2 separate regions of the Bactrocera dorsalis genome follow, and region 2 is linked to region 1. The links are chromatin contacts, called in public Hi-C maps. All regions are on one chromosome and are shown on one strand. Each heading gives the region's core, a stretch centred on a gene start, on an enhancer-like site or on the middle of the called end of the contact. The rest is flanking DNA. Distances are from core to core; before and after follow the strand shown. Region 1 overlaps LOC105227275 (MICAL-like protein 1). Region 2 overlaps LOC105227275 (MICAL-like protein 1).

Region 1 (6,333 bases), core at 2,986-5,485:
CGATTTTTAAGAGAATTGAATTTGGTTTGTTATAGGTATTTCGATAGCTTAGTTCTTGAAAAAAATCCGAGTTTTTGGGTGTGCAAAAAAAACACAAATATTAATCATCGAAAATCGCTTTATTGTTTCACTAAATACTCTTCATTAAGATCTATGTATACACTTGTGCATGCATTTGCACCAATTGTCTAAGTATTTTCGCCACCCTGAGTGTGGTATCTCCAAAACATGCATTCTGAACGTGTCAACCGCCTCTTCAGGCGTCAAATTTTGACCAAGAGGTATGGTTGCCACAAGTTCAGTTTTTTCCAAAGAAACAGACCACCATTTGTAAGTGTTTTGTGCTTGAACAACTTTTGTTCAATACGTGGATGACAGCTCCTGTATTTCAAATTAAAGATCGCAATGATTTCGACGAAAGAATGTTGACCTAATGTATTTTGCCTCTTTGGAGAATCTTTGCTGAATAGGTAAATACTTTAGGTCTTTTAAAATAGTTCGCTAAGATTACTTTTGTGACAACTTCCTTTGAATGGTTCTAATATTTGTGTTTTCATTCGTTTGTTGTCGTTGTAAAGGATATATCAAAACATTACAGATGGACTAAATCAGCCGTGATGGTCGTAAGAGGTATGTTTAACCATTATGGGAGACGATTTTCCAAGTTATTGACAAGTATCTAAAATTATATTTCATAATCGTGGTTCGACCTCGACAGGCAATAAAAGGCACAGATGTCATAGATGTGTTTCGAGACACTGCTATCTTATTTTATAATATTTCTCTAGGCCAACCGGCATGGGTCTTTTTTTGGACTATGACAAATTGTGTGGGATCCTACGTGAACCATTTTTTTACAGTCAAATATTCATTCAATATTGAATGTATGCAGGTCACACCAATGCCTATAGTAGAATCAATCACACGTTAGGTCATATGACAATATTTCTTTGCGCAAAGCATCCATAGTTTCCGGAACCACAAGCTTCACTAAATTCGCCTTGCAGTGATCTACCATCTTCTTGATGGAGCTTCATCGCCAAAAACTAAATAAGTTCATCGAAGCACTGTTGCTGAGTTAATCCACGTCGAAAGTTGTAGACAGTAATCGTGCGTAAATGTTCGTGATTTAAGTGAATCTTTTGGCCGAAATGAATATTTTAAGTTACTGTTAACAACACAAATAGCGCTCGTATGTCGTTTTGAGTATGTATAACATAAAAATGTCAATCATGTGGAAGAAGAATTCATGGATTTAACGCGATGATAAATGTCACAATGAAAATATCGCTACAGCAGCGAATTATGTAGAGATCAGTTGCCTACAAATATTATTAATCTAGGAGTCAGACTGAAGTTCTGGGTAGGAAAGCTACCACATTCTATATTTATATAGGGTGATTTTTAAGAGCTTTTTATTAAAAAAAAAACGCATAAAATCTCATCGGTTCTTTATTTGAAACGTTAGATTGGTTCATGACATTTACTTTTTGAAGATAATTTCATTTAAATGTTGACCGCGGCTGCGTCTTAGGTGGTCCATTCGGAAAGTCCAATTTTGGGCAACTTTTTCGAGCATTTCGGCCGGAATAGCCCGAATTTCTTCGGAAATGTTGTCTTCCAAAGCTGGAATAGTTGCTGGCTTATTTCTGTAGACTTTAGACTTGACGTAGCCCCACAAAAAATAGTCTAAAGGCGTTAAATCGCATGATCTTGGTGGCCAACTTACGGGTCCATTTCTTGAGATGAATTGTTGTCCGAAGTTTTCCCTCAAAATGGCCATAGAATCGCGAGCTGTGTGGCATGTAGCGCCATCTTGTTGAAACCACATGTCAACCAAGTTCAGTTCTTCCATTTTTGGCAACAAAAAGTTTGTTAGCATCGAACGATAGCGATCGCCATTCACCGTAACGTTGCGTCCAACAGCATCTTTGAAAAAATACGGTCCAATGATTCCACCAGCGTACAAACCACACCAACCCCCCCCCCCCCCGGGATGCATGGGCAGTTCTTGAACGGCTTCTGGTTGCTCTTCACCCCAAATGCGGCAATTTTGCTTATTTACGTAGCCATTCAACCAGAAATGAGCCTCATCGCTGAACAAAACACGCGCGCGAAACACATTTCGAACCGAACACTGATTTTGGTAATAAAATTCAATGATTTGCAAGCGTTGCTCGTTAGTAAGTCTATTCACGATGAAATGTCAAAGCATACTGAGCATCTTTCTCTTTGACACCATGTCTGAAATCCAGATCTGTCAAACTAATGCATGGGAAAAATCCTACCTCATTCTATATTTATATATCATATGTTTAAATATTGCATTTTCAACAATTTTAAATCATGCTGCTGAGCCTCTTTTATTAACACCAATTTGATTTTGCTGTTATCAAATAATTTTTGCCCACATCAACTCTATATAATTTTTCACATGCCACTTAATATAACACAAATAAATTGACACTGATATTGCGTATACATAAGAAATTTAGATGTCTGGGAACGTATCAAATATATATGTATATATATGTCACTGGGAGAAGAAAGCCACATAAGTACTTTCTTCGAAAATCTGAAAATGCGTGTGTCGTCTAAAATTTCAAAACTACCACATGCACAGGCATAGGAACTGGGCCAAAAAAGCATGTATATACCTGTATATATATATAAATAAGTGCATATGTATTTGTATGGCTCAAAATGTGTGTGTATGTATGGGTTTAACCGCATACGCACCCATTGATCAATATGCCAATCGATCACTTTATTTGCGGCGCAACGCTGATGAAAGCTGATTGCAGGAAAATGCAACAAAAATACATACATACGAACACATATTTATATACATGGGTATATGCTTTTAACTGCTGCAAAGAAAACTTACAACGGCGTGGCCACTGATCAGTTACTGCGCGTCTAAATATGGGCGTTGGTTAGAAATCGAAATGCATTGAAACCGAAATTGTCCACCGACAAGCGATCATTGATGAGGCAAAAACAACAACAACAACAAAAGTGCAATTCACTATAAGTCTATTGAAAATGTTCGAGAGGCAGGGAGGATGTGATCGATGTTAAAAATCAAAAGTGGCAACATTTCTGTAGAGAATGACACACACACACACGCACGCACGCATATGAAAGTTGCAGCATCAGCGCGATGAACGCTTTGAAGTCACAAATAAAGAAACAACAAAAAAAGTTAACGTCGGTTGGACTGAAACTGTGATACCCTTTACGAATAAAACTGTTTTCCATACGAAAATTTGATTTTGTTCGTTCAATTTGTATGGTAGCTATATGCTATAGTACTCCGATTTCAACAATTTTCTCAGAGATTGTACAGTTGCTTCAAAAAATAATTCGAGCCAAATTTCTTAAAGATATCTGGCCAAATAAAAAAGTTTTCCATACTAGTGTTTGATTTTGATCTTACAGTTTATATGACAACTATATGCTATAGTGGTCCGATCTAAACAATTTCTTCAGAGATTATACAGTTGCTTCAAAAAATAATTCGAGCCAAATTTCGTGAGGATATCTGCACTAACAAAAAAGTTTTCCATACAAGCACTTGATTCCGATCGTTCAGTTAGTATGACAGCTATACGTTAAAGAGCTCCGATATTAGCGGTTACGACAAATAAGCAGCTTCTTGGAGGGAAATAAATGCGCTCAAAGTTTCAGATCCATAACTTCAAAACTAAGACGGACAAGCATAAATCGACCTCGCTGATCATTTTTATATACATTTTTATAGGGTCTCCTTCGTTTTCTTCTCGGTGTTGCAAGCTTTATACCCTATGCAGGGTATAAAAATATATAAAATCTCCTAACAATAATCGCAGCAACAATAAACACACATGATCAGTGGGTTGCCGCAGTGCAACATTATAAAAATTACACATAAAAGATCACTTAAGTGGATCGTCAACCAGATGCCTTGTTGCATATGGTTAACAATACGCACATGCATGCACACACACACAAATATGTATATGTTGCTGCACTTTAAGTGAGCAGATCAATTTCACTTTTGAGGTTATATTGAAACCATTTGAAAGAAGAAGCAGAAGAGGGAGAGTGAGAAAAAAATTTCATTCACAAGAAATTGTGTTGATTGAATTGTGGGTACTTAAAAAACTGAACAACTATTACAACAATAACAGCAACATAACACTTGAAGAAAGCTTCAATGCGGCGGCAAGGTGGTCGTTGGTTGCGATCGATCGCGTCATTGATGCCACTATTGATAGGCCATATGAAGTGCGGCGCGTTCGCCCATTAAGGCGCAGACGTCGACGATTATTTTCGGTTTTATTTACATTTGGTGTCTTTTTATTATTATTGTTTTTGGTTGCTTTAATAGCATTTGAGATTTGATGTTTATTGTAAGCATTAAGCTACAAGTGGCTGGCGATAAGTGGGGCGTAGGGGAATCGATTGGACATGTGTGCAGTGACGCTGACAGTTTCAATATCTGTTTTCGTCACTACTGACCGAGTTCCAATTGCTGAAGCAGTGCGGGAATTGAAAAGCGAAATTTCTAAGCGTTTAATGCGATCAGTTTCGAATTTTCAAAAACCATAAAACAACAAACGATAAAATAGAAAGTGTGGAGAAAATTTTGCAGAAAGTGCCAGCGTAGAAAAAGGAATAATAAAATTTTTTGTGGAGCAATTAACAGTGAAACTTTCGGAGAAATTTGTTATTACTAACAAAAAAAAAAAGATTTTTAGAACTTTTTAAGATTTTAGTTTCACGTTTTATAGTATTTTCTCTAAGAAAAAAATTTTAAAACCAGAAAAACTCCAAAGAATTAGTTACTGTAAAAGCTGAAAGTGCCAGAACGGAAATTATAGCAATTCTTTATGATTTTTTTAAGAACATGACTTTAATCGATCAGCTTGTATAACAGCTAAATGCTGTAGCAATCCGATTTTAAAACTTTCTTCGAAGATTGTAGCGTTATTTCATGCAAATATTTGAGGCAGATTTCGTAAAGATATCTTATCAAATAAAAAAGTTTTCCATATAAGAACAGGGCTTAGAGCTTTCAGTTTGTACGGCAGCTATATGCTATAGTGGTCCGATCTGAAAGATTTCTTTGGAGATTATAGCTTTGTCATAAAAAAGTTTTCCATACAAAGAGTGGATTTTGACTGATCTGTTTGTATGGCAGCTATACGCTATAGTGGTCCGATATTGACAGTTCCAACAAACGAGCTTATTCTTGGAGAGAATAAGATGTGTGCAATATTTCAGAAAAATATTTCAAAAATTTAGAGATTATTTTGCGTATATCCAGACAGATTGCATTAGCTAAATAATTTCAGCTCATCACGCTGCTCATTAATGGGGTCTCCGACGTTTTCTTATAGCTGTTGCCAACCTCACACTAAACAGTGCATAAATTTCGTCCACTTTGTCCACTCAAATATCCGCTACACTCTACTCTGCACCACTCTGTATCCAGCTTAAGCTCCTCAAATCAGCGCATACATATCACAAATTTTACAAATCCGTGGCGAAAAACCGGACATGTCGTTATATTAACCTAATGTAATTTAATGTAGACTCCTATCCATTACTGTCTCGCTTTGCCAGAGTTGTCACCTAACCATAATTGTTGGAAAATATCGCACTTTCTTCGACGCATGTAAGCGATCAGCAGCAGAAGCAGCTGCCGACGAAGTAAAGCTGCCACTTGCGAGCCAAAATGACTGTTAATTTTCAACAATAAATTATTTTCTAAACTCAACTCCTTAACTAGACGCTTATATGGTATGTAAGCGTATACATTTAGACAACAACAATAATAACAACCTCCTGCATATGTGCGGCGTATAGTTTCATAAACGATTTGTGACTAGAAAACTTGCCGTCAACCGTTAGTAGACAAGCACCTACACACATACATATATGCAAGCACATGTATTTAAGCTACAACAACAACGCAACGCCAACAACATAATAAAAATGCATAAAAAATGACGGTGCAATTACATTAGCGGACAAACTTCCTATTACTTACAAATCTGCGCGCATGCGTGCATTACTGTGTGTGTATGCCTGCATGTGTGTGTGTTTGTAAGCGCATTTTCGCTGAGTGGTGGCTTATGACAGTGTAAAAGTACATGCTAGTGTTTGCTTACGCTTGCGTACGTTGTCTTGTTGTTGTTGCTGCTGCTGTTGTCTAATAATGGTAAAAGCCATGCGACTTTATATGCCATTAAAGTCGCATAACAGCAACAGCAATGACCTACAATTTATGAAATGAACATTTAAGTAATTGTTGAAGTTTTGCTTTAATTAGACACGAATAGCCAC
Region 2 (6,393 bases), core at 3,609-6,108, 79 kb after region 1:
CTTGGGTAATTAACCAGTAATATAACCGATAGTAGGATCGCTGTGTAGTTTAGGCAATAGTTCGACTATGGCGCGATCCCTTGGAAATTTTTTGGAAGTATAAAAATCGTCAAAATATATTTTGAATTCGACTAAATCGAACTATAATTTTGAATTTTCAAAAAAGTTTAAAGAAGTTTTCAAGAAGAAACCACTGCGACTTAGGATCCCACACTATAAAAATCAAAAAACAATTCTAAAAAAAATTCTTCATCAAATTTAATGGCATTCTTGCTGCTTTTAGTGAAAAGTAATGCGCCAAAAAACAGCAACAACAAAAATAAGTCCCAAGTAAAACTTGAGCCAGCGCTTCAAATGCCGCTTGACAACAGCTTACAAAGCAAATAATCAAATTAAATTGTGAAGAAATAGAATTTGTCTCATTTTCAGCTTTCGTTCGGGTTTCATATTTATTTGTGCAATAAAAGTGGAGCCGCAAATGGCTTGCCTTATGCACACACACAAACACATACAAACAATGTAATGAAATGAAATTTTAGTAGACCGCAGCGTGTTGCAGTCAGCAAATATGCAATCGACTCGCCTTAAGCGTTTGCAAACTGTGAAAACAGCAACAATAACAAATAATGAAATGTATACAAACGTGTGTATGTATATTTACTTAAGCCTCTTCAAGCTTAAGGGCTCATGGCGTGGCGACTGGCGAGTTAAGTGTAAAATTTTTCATGGTCAATCGACTGAAAGAAGTGATTTCGGAGTGATATAAGGACAGGCAATAAGTAAAGTTCAGTACTCGAAAGTGATTTTTTCAATACGCAGAGTGTTTAAATAAGGTATTTACAATTCAACGGAGGGTTAATTGAAGATCTGAATGTGCATATGTATGTAGTATATTTATCCAACTTTTGGTTTCAAATACTATACATCCCTTCTATCATACCTCTCGGTTGAGGTACTATTCACAGAACAAAAACGGGCAGTGGAATGGACTGAACTGTCTAAGTTAGTAGAATATTTCTTAGAAGATGATGAAAAAATCTGGCAGAGACAAGTAGCTATGAGAACTAACAAAACATGATCTTTAACTATATATCAATCCAATCTGTAGGCAAATACATATATTTCATCCACTCAAATCTCGTCCAAATTTAACACACCAATAATATTTCATCTCCTAAAAATATCCAGAAGTAGTCAAAATCAGAGAACGTGGACAATGCTTAAGTCCTTACTCGAGTTTCTAGGCGGTAAATTTAAATAAACACTGAATGCTTTTGCTCTTAACCTTATTCCCAATTTTTTACCGAAGATAAAAATATTTTTGCTACTGATTTTCCTAAATCACCTCTCTAAACAGTCAGTACAGGTTCCGAAATCGCCCTTCATATACTTAAAATTTACAAAAAAAAATATGTTCTGATTGGTGTTTCCAGAATATTTTCATATGTTTTCATAATACATTAGTAGATTATTGACAAAGACTCTTTAAGTAAAAAGCCTCTTCATCGAAAACTTTTACCTTTCTGATCTGTTATGATTATTACCAATTGGATGACGATTCCAGTCGAGTTTGGATGAAGATCCAAAAGTCGGGTTAGTTACATCATTTACAGTTTAAAAATGACTGGATCGTTTTCAATGATCTCTTATTTACTAACGACTATGCTTCGAATGTCTTTTAAAACACTGAAAATATTCTCTTAAAAAATTGATCTAAAAAAGACGCAAGTATATATTATAATGTAAGGACTTAAATAGAAACATAAACCAAAATTAAAAAAAAAAACAAAAAAGAGAAATCGTAAGAACCCCTTAAATCAATCGATCTCAATCGTTCCCTAGTTAGACTATGCAATATTGACTGGGAAATTATAGTTTAGAAAATATTAAAAACCCACGAATAATATTTTTATATATCATAATCTCCTTTCACTCGCTGCCTAATTTTTTCTCTCTCATAACTTTGACTAAGCATTAACTCATAAAAGTTGTCACACTACGTTCTCAGCCTAATATTGCTTAAGCCGCATTCAAAATGCTTGACATTCATGCTTAATTCTATATGTTATAATTATACTTTAGCTATTATTAATTATTTATTTATGTACCAATTTGTCGTATATTATTTTCATACCGAATTTTTCTGGTTCACTACAAACCGGTTTCGGAACACCAAATTTGCATTACTTTTCTTCAAAACCAGCCACGCTTGCTACATTTGCTTGTAAAACAGATAAGACAGAATGTTATAAGATGCTAAAAATAGCAAAGATGTGTTAAGCATAAGTTAAATAATAAAAAATCAAATTTGGTTTTAGGAAGTGAGATACATGTTAATATTTATGACAAATCAACATGACTAAAATAACATAACTCGAGTGGGTGTAACGACATCACAAGTGTTTTAGGCACTAAATATTTGATTTAACGATTTAAAGTCGTAGAATGTGGGTTGTCATTTGTTTTGATTGAAAATCTTTGCTCTGCTCTCATGGGAAAATAATACATAAATCATATCTCAAAGTAGCAACAAAGTTATTAGTGGAAGTATGCACAAGAGAGTTGATGCATGACACATCCTTATAGTGGTAAAAATAACAGGGCAATTGAAAAGTCCGCGCCCTGACACATAGAAGGCACTACTAATATTAAACTTATGATTTTTAATTAGCCCTTACTTTCAAAAAACGTATGTTTAAAGATGACAGCTGTCGGATCAATAGTTTTTGAATTTTATCTCTTTGAGTGAAGCAACTTTCCTTATGGTGAAAAAAATTGATAAAAAGGGTATTCGTGCATGGATAAAACATTGATTTTCGAAGGGAACAAATACAGTTGCAGCAAAATTTGGCTTGATGACGAGTTTCTAGCTTCCGCCACAGGAAAATCAATCATCAAGAATTAATACACTAAGTTTAGAAGTGGTGAAATGAAAACCGAAGATGGTGTACGCAGCGGCTGCCCAAAAGGGTTTGTTACCGCCCAAAACATCACAGAAATCCACAAAATAATTTTGGATGATTGTAAAGTGGAGTTGATCGAGTTAGCAGGCATTGTAAATATATCGACTGAATGTTTAAATCACATCATTCACGAATATTTGGGTATGAGAAAGTTCTGAGCAAAGTGGCTGCCGTGCGAGCTCACTTTGACCAAACGCAAAGAAGAGTTGATGATTCGAAGCAGTGTTTAGAGATGTTCAAGCATATTAAACTCGAGTTTTTGTAGCAATATGTGTCAATAGTTGAAACATGGCTCCATCGTTTCATTCCAAAATTCGATCAACAGTCTGCCGAGTGGTCTACACATGATGAACTCGCTCTAGAACGTGGAACAACCCAACAGTGATCTGTCAAGTTTCTGGCGTCTATATTTTGGGAAGCAAATGGAATAATTTTTATTTACTACCTTGAAAAAGGAAGTGCGGTCAACAGCGACAATTACATAGCGTTGTTGGACGATTTGAAGGACGAAGTCGCCGTAAAGAAGAAAGAAAAGGAAACACAAGTCAGTGAAACGATGGTTAAAGTCTATGAATGGGGCTTCGAATTTCTTTCGTATCCACCGATCTCAAAAGAATGTACGCTGGAAAGAAATATTTGTCGCATGTTGAGATGATCGCCGAAGCTGAGTCCAATTTTGAAGCAAAGTACAAATCGTACCACAAAAATTTTATCGAAAGTTGGAAGGTTACTATAATCAGTGTATTCTCCTTAAATAAGCCCTCAGCGTGTCCCAGTATTTGGCCTCTAAAGGGATCGCCGTTTTGCAACAGCTGCCTTATTCGCCCGACATGTCACCCTGTGACTTTTTTTGTTTCCTAAAACAAAATCGGTGGTCAAAGGAACCCATTTTGAGTCGATTACGTACAGACATCCCAGTCGAAGCGTTCCAGAAATGTTACGAAACATAGAAAACGCGCTGGAATCGCTGTATAGCTGTCCAAGGGGACTACTTTGAAGGGAATGACAGAGTTGTAGAATAATTTGCAAATATATGGTTTTTATAGAATCAGTCTCATTACTTAATTGTCATACCTCGTACATTGTTTGATAGTTGGGGTCTTAATATCACATATGGTTCCAGGCTGACTGAGAATTTATTTTTTTCAAAATTTCTGTATTTGAAATATTTCTTTTAAATATATTTAGATTAGAACTTAAGGCCACATGCATCTGGAGTAGCATTGCTGAAGATTTGACTACGTAAAATAAATTTATTTAATAAATTGAATTGATGTTAAGTATGAAAAATTCAATAATTTTTTATCGAACCGGACTTGATACCAACTGTGGTACATACTTACAATTTTGACTCGAGAAAGCCTTCCATTGTTCTTAAATTAGATATGACAATAAAAACTCAGTTTAATATCAATATTTTCTAAAAGCATAAAACCTTGAGCGCTGAAAATACACTCAAAGAAATCGGAGTCACTATGAACCCCGCAAGGCGGATGCATTCTCAAGCGTTTCTGCAGAATAGAAGCGGACGATAAGACCCACAATATCAATTATTTAAAGCAAGTGATAAGTGCGAAATAATGCAGAAAACTCGGCTAAAACAAAAATTGAGATTGTAGAAGCAGCAACAAAATTAAGTCAGAAACGGCAAAAAGAAACGTGGGACTAAAATCCGAAAAAAGAAGATGCTATAATAAGGCGCATGCTTATCAAAAGGTAACGCGACTGAACTCCATATAAATGAATGTAGCTGGTGTACGTACATATGTATATATGTATTCGTGTGCACGTAAGAGACGTAAACACGGCGGACAAAAATATTTCGCGAAGCGCAGAGACAATAAAAGCAAAGACGCGCTGCTGCCGTAAACAAGCCGTTCGCAGATATGAGTGTAGCGGGAAGGTTATTACGGTTAATCATGTGGCGCTTATCAGTGGTGTTTACGGCAAGCGACGCGCAGGTTGGCCGACAGACAAGTGTCATTTGTTGTTGTTGTCATTTGAGGTGGTTTAGCGTAATTGAATGTACATTGCTGTGTGTTATATAAATGTGTCTGTCCATTTGTTTGTATGTATGAAATGCGTGGCAAAGTGCGACTGCTGCGTATCGCTATGTTTGTGGTACGTGCAACAATGAGCGAAGAATTCTAACAGCGCCAATGTCCAACAAGACGCTTACAACTGCACACTGAGTCATTCTTGGGAGTGTTGTGGAGCAATTACATACATATTTATACATATGTACACATGTACAGTCAATGCAGCGGGTTAACAGCGCTTGGCAGACAAACTTGTTCCAGCAAACGTTCAGCGTGACAGTCACAGTCACAGTCAGCGGCGGAGTCGGAGTCAGAGAACGCAGTTAACACGCATGCGACGAACAAATGTCAATCATTGTTGACATGCCACATGACACTTAAGTGGTGCGCACATGCACAGATGTGTGTATGTATGCATATATTTTGTAATATATATGTATGCACATTAAAAGTCTATAAAACAGTCGGTAATAGACGCAAGCGGGGCGCAAAAGCATTGCTTAAGCGAAATTTCGAAAGAGTAAGCAAAAAGTTAAGGCCACAGACATGTCAGAAAATGTGCCAAAGGCAGAAAAAAAAGCAACAAAAAGTCGGTGTAGCTATACCATACATGAAGAAAATTCACTTAGAGAAAATACTTCAACTATTATTGTGAAAAATATACAAAAAATGGAGCATAGCTTGAACGAGAGCTCTATGTTATGCTATTCCTTTATATTGTATTACCGTGAACTGATCCCAGTGATAGCAAAAAATTACAAAATCTTCGTTTTATCTGGTTGAGCTATCAATAAAATTCTCATATCTGAACGATCGGTTATACGGCATTAATATGCTATAGTCGCCCAATCTTGAACATTTCCTTTGTGTACTCTTTAGTCTATATAAGCAAGTTTTCTTCCAAATTTTTTATGTATAGCAGCTTAATTGGATGTGTTATGGCACAAAAACTTATTTTTGAAAAATCGGTTGTAAGACTACAATATATTATAGTCATCAGCTCTTGTTGAGCTTCTCTCAGTACATAACACTTAATCAAATCAATAGTTCTACAAAAGTGTGTCTATGTAGCGGCTCAATTAGATGAATTGTAGCATAAAAACTCATTTTTGAAAAATCGTTTGTATGGCAGCTATATCGTATAATGGTTCAATATTAGTCATCTTTGTTATATAATTTTTACATTCTATAAGTAAATTTATCACAAAGTTTCATATTTTTCGATGCTCAAATAGAGGAGTTATAGCACAAAAACTAATTTTTGAATGATCAGTTGTATGGGAGCTATATCTTACAATGGTTCAATATTGACGATTTTTGCTATGCACTTTTTAAATCATATAAGTAACTTTATCCCAAAGTTTCATGTTGTTGGCTGCTTTAATGTAAGT

Evidence for each region. Hi-C and Micro-C count contacts between places; a contact is called where the count stands out from the background.
Region 2: a contact with region 1 is called in a Hi-C map of whole body, with 4 times the contacts expected there. The contact joins two enhancer-like sites. A contact is called at or near these places in 2 of 2 Hi-C or Micro-C datasets (both in whole body).

The regions. Positions count from the first base shown.
Region 1 is chr4:34,994,921-35,001,253 of ASM2337382v1, forward strand. All of the region lies in intron 4 of LOC105227275 (MICAL-like protein 1), which reads right to left. Among protein-coding and RNA genes, the nearest start is that of LOC125778467, 17 kb to the left of the region's middle. Within about 2 kb of position 4,236, the one cell type or tissue checked has open chromatin away from gene starts, as enhancers often do.
Region 2 is chr4:35,073,318-35,079,710 of ASM2337382v1, forward strand. All of the region lies in intron 1 of LOC105227275 (MICAL-like protein 1), which reads right to left. Among protein-coding and RNA genes, the nearest start is that of LOC125778399, 9.1 kb to the left of the region's middle. Within about 2 kb of position 4,859, the one cell type or tissue checked has open chromatin away from gene starts, as enhancers often do.